Regions from separate parts of the Zea mays genome. Here region 1 is linked to region 2. Evidence: chromatin contacts called from public Hi-C data. All regions are on one chromosome and are shown on one strand. The core of a region is the stretch at or near the end of the contact, and the rest is flanking DNA. Distances in the headings are between cores, read along the strand shown.

Region 1 (7,132 bases), core at 1,453-3,952, 360 kb after region 2:
AGTCTCCTCGAATCATGTGCTCACAGAACGGATGTACCTGAACTGTGAGACGAACCCGCGACGACCTGACAATTCTGATCTTGCCTCGACTTGGAGCCGCCTACCAAGCAGCCGACCGAACTCCCCATGTTCCAAATCGCAATCCCGTTGCCTCCTCCAGAAGTCTATGTGAAGCCAGCTCCAGTTGGAGGTCGCAACTGCGCGGAGGGTGCGAAGTTATCAGTAAATAAAGCTGTAAAAGCTTGTTTACTTTAGCGCGTCGAACTGTCGATAGACGAAGCAATATTGTATACTCTGCTCGTTCGCAACAAGCTACATAAACTGAAAAGGGGGGCGAAATCGAGGACAAAATGAGAAAAATCTTGAAAAACGCATGAGAATAGCTGGATTCGATGCGCCATACCATTCCCCAAAGCAAAGCAGACAAGAATCGGGCACGAACCTGTCGACTGTAGACCGTAGACGTGATCGCTCCCGCAGACCGCAGACAGCAGACAGCTGAAGCTCCGGACTGTATCCTTCCTCTGCTCCCCTCCTTCCCGATCGTCTCGCCTCCGCGTTGGCGTTGGCAACGCCGGCGCTCCGACGCTGCCTGTCCGGGGACAGGGTGGACTAGAGGGGGTAGGAGGCGGCCGATGCCCGGCGGATTTTTAACCGCTCCACTGCCCCGCGTCGCTGTTGCTTTTTTTGCTCGCTTCTGTGGCGACGCGCCTATTCATTGATCATTTTTTAGACCCATGCATAGTGCCGGTTTGAGTCGAATTAGCCGTGACCCTTGATCAGACGCGTTGGATCGGTTTATTCCACATGAATTGCTCGAGGGTCTCGGAGCCTACATCTGACAAATACGCTTGGGCGTACCCGGAATTCGGTTTTAACAGAAAACCAATAATGATGGACTCACAATCAGCGCGTGACGACCATCGTAGAAACGATCCGCACCTAAACTACACGCACGCGGAATAAACCCCCCAAGCGATCCATACATGATTACTAGTACTGTGCCCGTGCGATACGACGGCGCACAGGAACAATAACACACAATCATATATAATGAGTGACTCTATAAATCAATCTTAGTTCACACCTACATTGTCTAGATTGTCTTAGATCAATTGATTATTAGCTGGTAATCTGGTATGTACTGATGTATATTAGTATGTTATATATAATCTTGTCAAATTGTTTCCGTCAGTTCATTACCAAATAAATATCATTAGGTACATCATTGAATTTATTTTCACAATATAATTGTTCAAAGTATCATGAGATTCACCCTTTGAATTTATTTTCATAAGTATTAAGTACTCACGAGAGTAAAATTTTATATGGCTTGTGGCCATACTCAGGCAAGTTTCGTTCCATAAATGGAGGCAAGAACATGGTAGAAACTGTACAGAAACAAGGAACAGGACCATGCCTACATTGTCACATACTACAGTCTACAGTAGATAGCAAAGATCTTGCATACTATTCACATGATGATTTGAAATCTATTATAATATGAGTCTATATGCAAGAAGCAATTAGTTTTACTCTAAGTAGGAGAGACATTCAATATAATATGATTCTATATGCAAGAATCTGCATATTAATGACCCAACATTGCTGCCTTATTTTTTTTCTTTCAGCAACGCCTAAAAACGCTGGTCATATTAATGACACTCATCAACATCTGAAACCGCATAAAAACGCTTGTGAAATCTCTGCGTGTGGGCACTTGAAACAAAAGAACAACAGATTAGTTAATAAGAGAACATGACAGAGTTGAAACCCCAAAACAATGCACGAAGATGGTAGTACGACCGTGCACGCTACTTCCCTCACTAATGGTATAGGCACGAAAGTATATACAACCTATAGTTCGGTTTGTAGTACAAATAATTCATGTATGTTCCTAAGCTAAGTTGATATGAACACTATTCCAGTTTTACTACATAAATATGCATGTAAGAATGAGTAGATGAATAAATGTAATTGCACACATAACATTGAAATGAAAAATATATGAACATGGCTTTGCTGATGTCTAAAGTTGGATAATTTCTTTCGCTCTCACAATATTAGCAAACCTCTCGTGCGTACGGCGATGGAGACCCTGCAGGCCCACAACCTCTCGTGCGCGGCTACCAGCGCGGCGGGCGAGTAGCGGAGCGAGGTAGCGTCGAGGAGGAGGAGCATCATCGCGGCGGCTAGATCGGCCTTCTCCAGTTGCGCTGCATGGTCGCCCGCGACAGCAATTGCCGCCGCTTGCCTGCCTTCAAAGAAGTCCACGCCCTCGTCGCCCTCGACGGCGAGCGCGTCGCCGTTCGTCCTGGAGGATGCGACCGACGAGCGGGTGGAAGGAGACGCGCTCGGCCTCGGCTTCGCCCTCGAAGACCTCCACGCCCTCGTCGTTCTCGACGGTGAGAGCGCCGCCATCGGTGTCGTCCTGGTGGATGCGGCCGTCGAGTCGGTAGGCGTCGTCCTGGCGGAGCATGTCGGCGAGCGGGTAGAAGACACGGATCACTTTGGCGAGCACGATCGTCATGCATGTTATGGCGGGATTTATTTGTTGTTTGTTGGAGAAGATAAGGCTTATCCGATAGCCATAGCGGATTCTTTGTTAGTTCACTGATGGTACGAAGGTTTGTTGCTTCCATTGCGCGCGGATAGCCACGACGGATTGTTTGTTAGGTCACTGATGAAGCGGTTGGTTTGTTGCTTCCATTTTGCGCGGAGGACATAGTCAGAGAGTATACGTGTGTGAGAGGAGGCATCACGTTCGTGAACGACGTGACAACTGTAGGCTGATTTAGAATAAATGGAAAGGGGGTTTTTGTAAAATTTTGACGCACGACGACCGTTGAAACTGGTGCTTTAAGTATAGTATAGACTTGAGGGCTTAGGGCTACATCTAACCTATGCGTTTGCGTGCACCGAGGATTCGGACCTTAAGGAAAAGCCTCTACACAACTCTAGTTACACGAAGACTCACGAATTGTTGTCGGGTACTTGGAAACATGGTACCTGAAATAGGTCCATAACCTCATTTCGGCTCGTTTGTCGATCAGATCCTCTGCCGGACAGCCCTACAAGGAGCGACTGACCAAGTCCCCGTCGAGCAAACCTACAAGGCAGAGCGACCAAACAAGTCCTCGTCGAGCATGCATGCCTACATGGCGGACGACCGACTAAGTCCACACCGAGCAAGCCTACGAAATAGAGCGGTCGATCAAGTCCCCCCGAGCAAGCCTGCAAGGCAGAGCGGTCGATCAAGTCCTAGCCAAACAACTCGACGAGGCGGAGGTCCCAGTCCAAGTAAAATTATCCCGCGTCATCTACGACAAGACGTGTCATCAACATGCCACGTTTGAACATATGTGCAGCATACCAAAGGGCCATCGGGAGGACTATCGACACAACTGTACGCCCCACGTACGGTCTCAGACGTGTCCCCACTGCCCTATGGGGTAAGTCAACCTTAGTCGTGGAAGAACCTCAGCACCGGAGTCTGTATAGTGCCCCGTGTACCAGAAAAGACGGGACAGTGCACTATACCGAGTATATGCCTACACACCAGCAGGTGATGCAGGGCTCATGACGGCAGAAAGAGTCGTGCAACACACGATCCCACCATGAGAAAAATCCATGGGACCCACCACGCACTACTACAAGGACATCAACAACGGACTCACTACAAGAATTTGTACGACGAACAAATAAGGTGGTACCCCCATACCGGAAGTACGGCTACACACGACACTATGAACGACGTCAGGAACGCTACCTCAACCCGGGGCGATAGATCGCCCTCTTGCTAGTAGAGAACAAGTCTTAACTGAAGTGGACTAAGGCGCAAGCTTGAAACAGTATAATCTCTCTGTTCCAAACTCTATGCTCAAATCCCAGCAATTTACCATTCGGAGTGAGTTTGCGCTAATATCTCCACGAACATATATCTCATTGTCCTTCGGTTTTTGAAACACGATACAACAATTTTCTAAAAAACGATTCTCATATAAACGGAATGAGAAGTGAAGTGTTTAGCGGCCTAAAACCGATTCTGACGGCGCTAGAAGCCGAAACAGGCCCCAAGTATACCCAACCCGGTTCCAAGCACCATAGCCCACACCAGACAATGCTTTACTCGTGGTTTTGTTTGAACTTAGGATCTAATGTTTTAAATATAACATCACCACTAAGTTACAAATACATCTTCATCACGTCTATGAAAAACAAATACAATACCTATAAAAATAATTTTGTTAGAGTACATCATGTGCCATATTGCGTCATAAGACTATCTCCAGCAGTTTATCTATCTATATATTCATATTCAAATTATCTCTACTACTTATTAAGGCGGTAAGGGGTAGGCTGCCATTCTGTGTTCTGCCATTTCCATTCCCCCCTCCCCGCACTGTCTTCCCATTCTCATTCCCGGTTGTCATTCCGTGTTCTGTCATTCCCATTACCCTCTCCCCCCTCCCCGTGCATCCCACGCCTAGCTAAAATTAAATAAAAAAACACAAATGTGGCCCCAATGGGATTCAAACCTGTGACCTCTCAAGCAAATGTGCTCGTAGCTACCACTACACCACATGTGTGTTTATGTCAATATCTGTTACAGTAAAAATATCTACTACATCTCTCTCAAAGCCCACATGCTACCTTTGCATAATGTGTAGTAGTAGATAATTATCAACGAGATTCCTGAATTATATTTTTGGATGGAGGGAGTAGTATTTAAAGAAGAGCCTTGCATGCAATTTCTTTTGTTTGAATAATGTTTTCAACTTAAATTCTTTTTTATATGTGTGACATTTATTCTCCGTAATATTTTTCCATGGATCTAACTTGTGAGTCATTTTCATAAACCAACGCCAAAGATGAATCCATGTTTCTTACTTGGAAACCCCGAACAAACACCACTGGCAGGAGGCGCTCGCGTTGGCGTCGCTCATCGACGACGAGAAGAAGCTTGGCGACTGCCAGTTCGACCTCTGGAAGCAGTATTACGTGGCCACATGCGTCGCTGTGTTCGGCAAGCTCCGGCGCAGCCACCGCTTGGACGCGGTCCAGAGCGGCTGCATCGCGCTGTCCATCTTCAAATAGGGAGACCTCATGGTCGTCGCCAACGCCGATGACTATCGGGTTGTTATGGGCACCGCATCCGACAACGGTGCCGTCACACCGTCCGGCTCATCATCCACCTAAAGCTCAACCTCCCACGTAAGTCACTACTGGCCGACCATGAATTCTTGTGCGCTGGGACGACGGCCGTTGCTGACATTGTGTGAGTGTCCTCCAACAAGATTTATGTAGAGGAGTAACACATCCGGTGGTGCAACGGCTAGGTGTACTACCTCGCTGGTGAGCCTGGGGTGCACTTCGTTTGACAGCCCAGCCAAGAGTCATCGGTACTTGCCATGTCGTGCGCGTTTGACAACTACTATATCAAGGACTTTGGCGTCATCTTGGCACCAGAGGTTACGAAGAGGAGGACCGACAGTAATGATCACTCGCCATCGTCGGGGTAGCTTTTGTGTCGGCATGCCTTTAATTCTCTTCGCAAACACATACACTTGCTTTTTTGTTTAAGCAAGCGTGTATGGTGGTGCGTACCTGATGACTGACAATGTACGAGGGAACTTTTACCGGCAGGTGTGACACATGCTCTTCAATGATGAGACCATGCAAACCGTGGTATATATCGAAGTCTGCATGATACTGATGGTTGCAATGTTTATGTATGGCTAGGATTACAAATGGATTATGAAATATTTTTTATAACAATATAAGATACATTTTGTATATAAGTTATTATGTTATTATATATTTCCGTTGCAACGCACGAGTACTCACCTAGTAGTACAGAACAGTGCAATCTATAGTACATAACAGTTCTAAATAACGTTGTTGGTAAACTACGGGTAGACAGTTGCAGACGGGCTAACGGCCTAACGGGTGCTATGTCCCTACGAGACCGGGGGAATCCACAAAACAACACACGTTTGAGATAGTGTTCAGCCCCCATTTTCAAGTAATTCAAAGAACAACACCAATTTTATCAAATGAATTCAAAATACAGTACTCCATCTATATTTTTTTATTCTTTTATTTCTAACGTCACAAGCGAATGGACCAAATTGCACATATCATTTCATAGCCTTATTTTTTATCTATTATGTCTATAAGAATATAAATGCATACAAATATACGAGCTCTATTTTATATTGTTAAGCATAACATACAATTAAATTCAGATGTTCTACTAGCTGTATGCCCGTGCGTTGCCATAGAAATAAAAATTACTATTTCTAGCGGTATAGGTGCTTTGTCACAATACAAAACATGTGCATACGATTCATATTTAGAGATATTCCTACAACGTAGTAAAGAAATTAATAACAAATACAAATTACGCCTACGAGCCCACGAAAAAGGACGATATATGTATATGACTACACCGATACTTGACTTGTTTAAATCAATTCTCCAGGGCGCACCCTAGAGAATTGATTGAAAGCGTACGTCTATCGCTATCCGGTGCCTTTTCATTACTTTCGAGGAAGTACATCCGATGTTTGGCAAAAAAACATAGATATAGAACGATAAACATCACTACGATATACAAAATCTATATGGCAAAATATCACAGTAACACTTTTGGCTATTATTACAAAATTCAGTTTGCTACTCATGGGAAGTACTCTTGATACAAATGCACATGGTTATTCATCGAACCATTGATTTTAACCATCAAGCTACTCATGGTAAATACTCTTGATACAAAATAAGACATGCAATACATAAAACGTACCAAACATCATAGCTTGAAAAAAGGCAAGCACAATAAAATATTAATACCAATGACTACATGAAAACAAACAACATATATATTATCATCAGTCTCAATATCTTATAAATTCTTTGTCAACAGATAATAGAATATTTCTTTCGATTTTACATAAGCTATTCAAACTCCATCCTACTATTGGACCAACTCTCTCATTTATCACAGCAGATTAATCGCTTAACACTGAAAAAACTAATCGAAGAGCCTAAATTTTGCCCATTTGTTTAGCCTTTAACGGGTGCTTGATTTTGACACATCGAGATGTCAAAAAAGAAAATAAACTCCAAATTT
Region 2 (7,124 bases), core at 1,144-3,643:
GGAGTTATCTACTTGGAGGGATTTTTATGCCGTGCAGGCTCGTTTTCCTACTGTCCTTGCTTGGGGACAAGCAAGTTTTGGCGAAGGGGGTAATGTCAGGATCGTGGATGGTGCCTAGGTAAGTAGTAGTGATTCAATATTAAGCCAGCTGTATTCTGCTATCCTAGGAAATCTATGAGCTGTCATTTAGCTGTCATTAGCTGTCATTAGAAGTATAGAAGAGAAGGGGATCGTGGCCTTGTGCTAGTCGGCTATAAAAATACATTGTAACTCTGATGTACGGGCATGAAATGAAATAACAGAAAGTTACCAGAACCACATACCTGTTCTCCTGGAAACTTACCAGGGTTCTAGCACCAGGAAGCTTGCTTCCACCAGATCTGTTGCTACTCACGGTGTTTGGCGGTGCTCCATCACCAACGGGTTGTGACAAGCTGCGACCGCTTTCCGGGCTCCACGTGCGTGCCGGGTGCCGCGGCAGAAAACGACCGCGAACTCCTTCCTCCTCGTGCTTGGCTGCGCCGGACCGGCAGCAGAAGAGATGCGAGAGTCTTGGCTCCATAAATCCAGCTCCTGCAGAGTCGCGGGCGGTGACCGGTGAGGTGGGGAAACAGGGGTGTCTGTGCCAGTGCCCAGTTGAGGTTCAGATTGGGTGAGTCCAAGGAAGGATCCAACCACCACCAGGCTTCTTTTTGCCCAGTCAGACAGATGTACAGGTCGCTTCAATTGCGTCCTCTGCCTATCCTGTTTCTGTTCCGGACAACAACGACACCATTCAATATGTGTCTAGAGCAAACCCTCGTTAGATCTACCTGTACAAGAAGTTACTCCGAGCTCCGTATAGAAGAAGAACAAGGTCAGTTCCAGACGGCTAACAGTAACACACCTACCTACACAGATTCTCTGAAGAAAGCCTCGAAATCATAACCTGCTTCTACATCTACAGTGTCTCGTACCATAACCACCGGCAGCGGAACCAGCCTCGCTGTTAGCATGAATTTGGCAGGAAGCGTGCTGCCCGGATACAAAGGGCAAGTTGACAGCGTCTCATCACCGATAGCTCTGCACAATGTTTCCACGAATTAGCTATCGATTTCCACGGATTGAAAACCAAACCTAAACCGATTAATCGAATAGCACAGAAAAATCGATCAAAAAACGAAATTTTATATTTGTTCCGCTTGGTTTTTAGGTTTCAGTTTTTTTTTTGCCCAACCCTAAGTGTGCGGGCGACCATGGCCAATTGGCCATGACAAGCCATGACGAACCCATAACACAACGAATAAATTTCACTAACTACATTAAACTTAAGTTGTTGGAGCATCTCTTGTGGAGGTTGACCAAAATGATGAATTTGGTCTCTAGATTTACCAATTTGGTGAATCTGGATTTGTGGACCATAATTATTTAACATTTTTTTTAAATAAAGTGCTACTGTTTTTTTAAACCAGTCACTGGAGCTGTTACAAACAAACCATTAGGCTTAGGTGCTTAAGTTTAGATCAAAATTGAGCACATGCCTTTCTGCAAATTTCAGATGATCCCGTGTTGCACTGGTGAGAATTCCCAACATCTGACACCTCGTGGCTCGTTCTCTTCCCCCTGAGCGAAGAAAAGAACGACATGGACAATTCTCGATTTTAGAGAACGAAGAGAGAAGCATTTTGGTCAGTTTCCATGGGAAGCAATTTTTTTAGAAAAAAATGGGAAAGAGGTGAAAATCTCATAAACCGGAGAAATTCACAATCTTGGTGTCAAATGTTATACGTCATATGAATTAGGCGTCAAACCCAGTGAGACCTGTAAAACGAATGTGAAATATAGAAATTTCTATAGTTGATTTAGTGTTTATTTATAAACTGTAATTTATTTCGTCTATAGTCTTTATCTATAGCAGTTGTATAATAATTATAAGGATATATACAGTGGTGTTTAATGTAGAGACTCTCGAGGTGTTTAAAGGGACCATTTGCAAAAGAGACGACTCAAGTAGCAATAGTCTACTCACTTTCCATTGTATAAATTTACCGTCTGTTATATTGATCCGATGTTGTATATACACATTTACTTCTGTATTTATTAATATACTATATTTATAGACACTCCATCGTAAAATAAAGTCTCTTATTTATCTATTGTGTTTTTAGAATCATTTCTCTTTACTATACATGCCTAAATACACAATCAATTAGATACGTATAGATATTCGCTTGTACAGAAAGTCGAATTTAAACCTGCTGCCGAGGCTCTCCTACGCCCTTTCGCTGGCGGTCTCTCTTTCAGATTGAACGAAGTCCTGGGCTTTGTGCCGGAAATTGAGAATTCAGCCCAACATCAAACAGGACCAACGCGTGCACACTGACCTTTCCCTGTGTCTCGTCTTCCTAGTTCAGGTCTCACCGCAAGCACCTCGATACGGCGGAGTCGTGGGGAACCGTGGAGGTGAGGTCGTGAGGAGAGGAAAATTTCCACCGCCGTGCAGCCATGTCGGTGCAGGAGTACCTGGAGAAGCACCTGCTCTCGCGCAAGATCGAGGAGGCCGTGAACGCGGCGGTCCGCGCCAAGGCCCCCGACCCGGTGCTCTTCATCGCGGGCCACATGCGGCGGGCGGCGCCCGCCGTGATCACGAGGGTTCGGGCGCGCCAGATCCTTGACGGGCACGGCGCGCCGGCTGTCGAGGTTGAGTTGCACACCAACAAGGCCATACACCGAGCATCCGCGGCCGGCTCGGGCGCGCTCGAGGGCGCCGCCGCCGACGCGGCCGGGGCCGCCGAGAGGCGGAAGATACTCGCCAAGGTGGTCGCCGACTCGGTGCGGATGATCAATGACAAGGTATCGGAGGCGCTCGTTGGGATGGATCCGCAGGAGCAGTCGCAGATCGACCAGGCTATCATGGACTTGAACAAGGCGCGCCACAAGGTGCACTCGGAGATCTTGTCCCTTTCCCCCATCTGCGTGTTTTTCTCTGAATTCTGCATTGCCAAACCCATGCTATACAGTGTACACAAACAACTGATGGCGCCATATGCTCAAGCAATACTTTACATTGGTACAGCCAATTTAGTGGCAGTATGTGGCACTAATTATTTTGGTCATATTTGACCGTTCAGAAATAATGCTATTCTTTGTACTGTCTAGTTGTGTTTCCACTTACCACTGCTGCCACAATTTTTTTGCACTGGATTTTGTTCCCTTATTTCTAGCAAATAGATTTTTTTGTCCAAATGGAAATAGCTGTGATATTGTATGAAATGCAGGCTGAGCTTGGAGTTGGAGCAAATGCTATGCTGGCAGTGTCAATTGCAGCTTGCAAAGCTGGTGCTGCTGAAAAAGAGGTGCTATTTTTCTGCTAAAATCATCATAATTTGATAAATGTGTCGTGTCACCACACAAAATTCTTACTGTTGGATCATTGGATGCTTGTTGCCGTGCAGGTTCCACTCTACAAGCATATAGCGAATCTTGTTGGCAAAAGCGCTACAACTCTTCCTGTACCTGCAATTACAGTCATTAATGGTGGAAAGCATGCTGGAAATGGTCTTCCCATTCAAGTATACCTCCAAACCTTTAGAATCTTGGAAGTTGACCTTTAGAATCTTGGAAGTTGAAGGCATTATTCTCATATTTTGTCCACTCGAGTCATCTTTTTCCTAAACAGAAATATATTAAGATAGATAATTTTTCATGTTCTGGAGTAATTATAAACCTTTCTTATTTGTAGGAAATTATGATCCTTCCTATTGGTGCTAAGAACTTTGAAGAAGCAATGCAGATGGGTTCTGAGACCTATCATCATCTCAAGGTAGCCTTCATGTCTAACATTCTGTGTTGGATGCATCTATATGTTAGCCACATAAGTGTTGTTGTCCACTTATACAGTTATACTTGGGTTCAATATGTTCATCAAACTGTTGGAAATAATCATGTGTCTAGGTGTACGCTAGTGTCTAGGTTAATAGCATTTACTTTAGCTAAATTTCACCATGGAGTAATAGAAAGTAATATTCAAATTAGTCGGGTAATATTCTGCATGTGTTAGGGGCTATCACAGCCTGATTTGTAGCTCATATTGGTCATATTCGTTGAGGCAAAGTACTGACATTATGAACATCTTAGCTCTTACAAATTTTGCCTTCAGATCGCCAGAAAGGTTTGCTCACTTTTGTAGATATTTACTTACTAGTTACTTTTATAGGATGTTATTTTGGAGAAATATGGCTCAGACAGCTGCAACATTGGAGATCATGGTGGGTTTGCTCCAAATATTTCCAGGCAAGTAAGAAAATAATTTACTATTTTCTGATATCAAGCATTTATTGTTTTCCCTATTAGGGACCTACATATGAATTTCATTATGTCATATCTATGTTGTTTTATTGATGTTCAGCATATCTGAAGGCCTGGATCTTGTCATTGCGGCAATAGAGAGGGCTGGATATAATGGAAGAATAAAATTGGCAATTGATGTTGCTGCCACTGATTTTTGTACAGGTAACTAGAAAAGAAGTGCATTGCCTATGCATGGACTATGTAAATGTTCAAAACTTAACTCTCTGAATAAAAATATCAAATGGACTATAAAATTTGGTGATAGGTTGTAATCATTCTGCTGCTCTGGTTGTGTTTGATGGAAGAATTCCTTGCTTACTATACAACATTGAAACACTTATGTTTCAGGGTTTGTTTGAAAAGCAGAAGCTGAACCAAAGTGGTTCAACTTTTCCGCAGCTGCTTTGAAAAAATAGTTTTCCTGTAGTACAAATTTGAAAATAGCTTGGACTCTGCTTTTGTTGCTTATCCAAGTTACATTAATAAACAGATGCGACAAATAGAAACTAAAATAGGGGTGTACCCAGTGCCATAGGCTTTCCGCACTGTGCGGGGTCTGGGGAAGGGTATCTTTAACCGCCAAGCCTTACCTGCATAATATGCAGAGGCTGGGGCTTGAACCCGGGGCCTTCCCGTTACAGGTGGTAGGCTATACCGCTGCACCAGGCCCGCCCTTCAAATAGAAACTAAAATAGGATTAAAAATAATTAAGGGTTATAATAATTGAAATAAAAAATTAATAATGGAATTGTAAATTTGTTTTATTTATAAAAATATCAGGAACCCAAATGTGAAATCTGTTTTTAATTAGATATATTGATTAAGAGATATAGTTAGACAAATTGTATATAAACAATATATAGTTTGCTTACAATGGACAACTCACAGGGTCTCACAGCAGTTTGAACCAAATGACTTTCATTTTTTTCTCACATCAGTTTTTACACAACTCACAGCTGAACCAAACACACCCTTAGAGTCTTCACTTTTCAGGCCTCTATCCATTTATTTATGCCTCATTTTGTCCACGCTCTCATCTGTTTGTATATTGTTGCTACCAAACACCAGAACCAGCTACTGCTATTGAAAGCATGCTATCAGAACCACATAGCAGGAATCTTGTAACCTTGTTGCTACATACTCTATTTGCATCCAGATGACCAGTAGTACATTCTTGAACCTTAGAAATAGCGGGCTTGAACAATAGTTGATTCTAATGGAGTTGAAGGAATGTAATATCTCAATGGAGTTGTGTTTAGATAGAAGTGCTTGGAAAGAAGCTATCCACGTGCCCGAACCGTGATTTAGGCCTTTTCCCTTTTAGTGCTCTCAAAAGCTTTTTTCCTCCCCTTTCTCTCTCTTTCCCTTTTGGTGACATCTTGTTGGGTTTCAACTCTAGCCTACCCCAACTTGCTTGGGACTAAAAGGCTATGTTGTTGTTGAACAATAGTTGATTTTATAGTCAATGCATTTGGATTTTTTGTATTTGCTATCTGAATGAGTTAGCTCATGGCCAAGTTCACTCAACTCTCTGCAGGAAAGAAATATGACCTGGAGTTCAAATCAACAAAGAAATCAGGGCAGAACTTTAAAACTGCTGATGATATGATTGAGATCTATAGCCAGCTTTGTTCAGGTATCCCTGAATTGTGGGTTGCCATTATCTTTCTTTTTCTTGTACATATTTTAGTTTTATGAACCTTATAAACACACGTTCACTGATTTCTTCCCTCCACTTTGTGCACTAGAGTACCCACTTGTCTCCATTGAACAGCCCTTCGATAAAGATGACTGGGAGCACTCAAAAAAATTGACCACTCTAGAGCTGTGCCAGGTGTTTTTTCTTCTTAAACTTTCCGCTATAGTTTGTCAGTAGCTCATGATATGAATGTGTACAGGTTGCAGGGGATGACTTGTTGATGTCTGATCCTGAACGCATTAAGCGGGCAGTTAATGAGTACACTTGCAACGCTCTTGTTCTCAAGGCAAGTATCAAGTCATCCATATAAATTCTTTCTTATTGGGCTAGTTTGTGTTATATATCCATGCTATTGGAGTGGTTCAAGAGTGACAATTGACAGTACCACATGACATGTAACTCTGGAATTAGGCATGCTTTATTTGACAACATTTGGATGCAAACACTTATTTTTTATTGAAGACCTACTCTTCCTTCTCAATGTTCATTATAAATGAAGCTTTGTGTAGTATGAGTTGAGGTGTAAGTTTATTTATATAGAACATGTGTTGTGTTTACTCAGAAACAGTAAAACAATTTATCATCCACATATTACTTGAATTTGCTGAAAGTGAGAAACTTGCAATTAAACTAGTTGGATGGAACCTCTAGGCATATTGCACATGTATTTTCATTACACCCTTGCTCCCCTAAGAAGGGAAGGCCTGGTGCAGGTGCAGTGGTAAGAGTTGTCCCACCGAGTCAGCAGGTCACAGATTTCGTCTCTCCGCATTTGCGGGGAAGGCTTGACTCGGTTTATCCCTTCTCCTGATCGCACATGGAGCCTACAGTACTAGTCTGTATGCCCTTTGTCTCCTAAAGTTCACATACGGTTTTGTTCATATATGGTTCTATTAATGCTCTATTTCGAACACGGTTATTTCATAGGTTTGGGCAGGAAACATACCACTGCCTGCAACTTCTAAAGTTCGTATATGGTTCTGTTGATCCTCTATTTTGAACACGATTATTTCATAGGTTTGGGTAGGAAACATACCACTGCCTGCAAAGTTTCTATATTCCTTAGGGGCTCTTAGGGGCTGTTTGGACTGGCACC

What was found. A called contact is a pair of places that touch in the nucleus more often than the background predicts.
Region 1: a contact with region 2 is called in a Hi-C map of root tip, with 9 times the contacts expected there. The contact joins the promoter of LOC103639325 here to the promoter of LOC100502326 in region 2. A contact is called at or near these places in 4 of 25 Hi-C or Micro-C datasets (ear, leaf, root tip and 1 more).

What each region holds. Positions count from the first base shown.
Region 1 is chr9:146,918,907-146,926,038 of Zm-B73-REFERENCE-NAM-5.0, forward strand. It overlaps LOC103639325 (putative serine/threonine-protein kinase), which reads right to left and starts at 2,703. Exons shown (of 7, transcript XM_008662086.4): 1 at 443-2,703; 2 at 38-197. The coding sequence starts at 128.
Region 2 is chr9:146,556,964-146,564,087 of Zm-B73-REFERENCE-NAM-5.0, forward strand. LOC100502326 (enolase) reads left to right here and starts at 2,394. Exons shown (of 11, transcript NM_001363265.1): 1 at 2,394-2,919; 2 at 3,258-3,335; 3 at 3,435-3,551; 4 at 3,722-3,802; 5 at 4,196-4,272; 6 at 4,388-4,491; 7 at 5,867-5,965; 8 at 6,078-6,163; 9 at 6,228-6,314. The coding sequence starts at 2,485.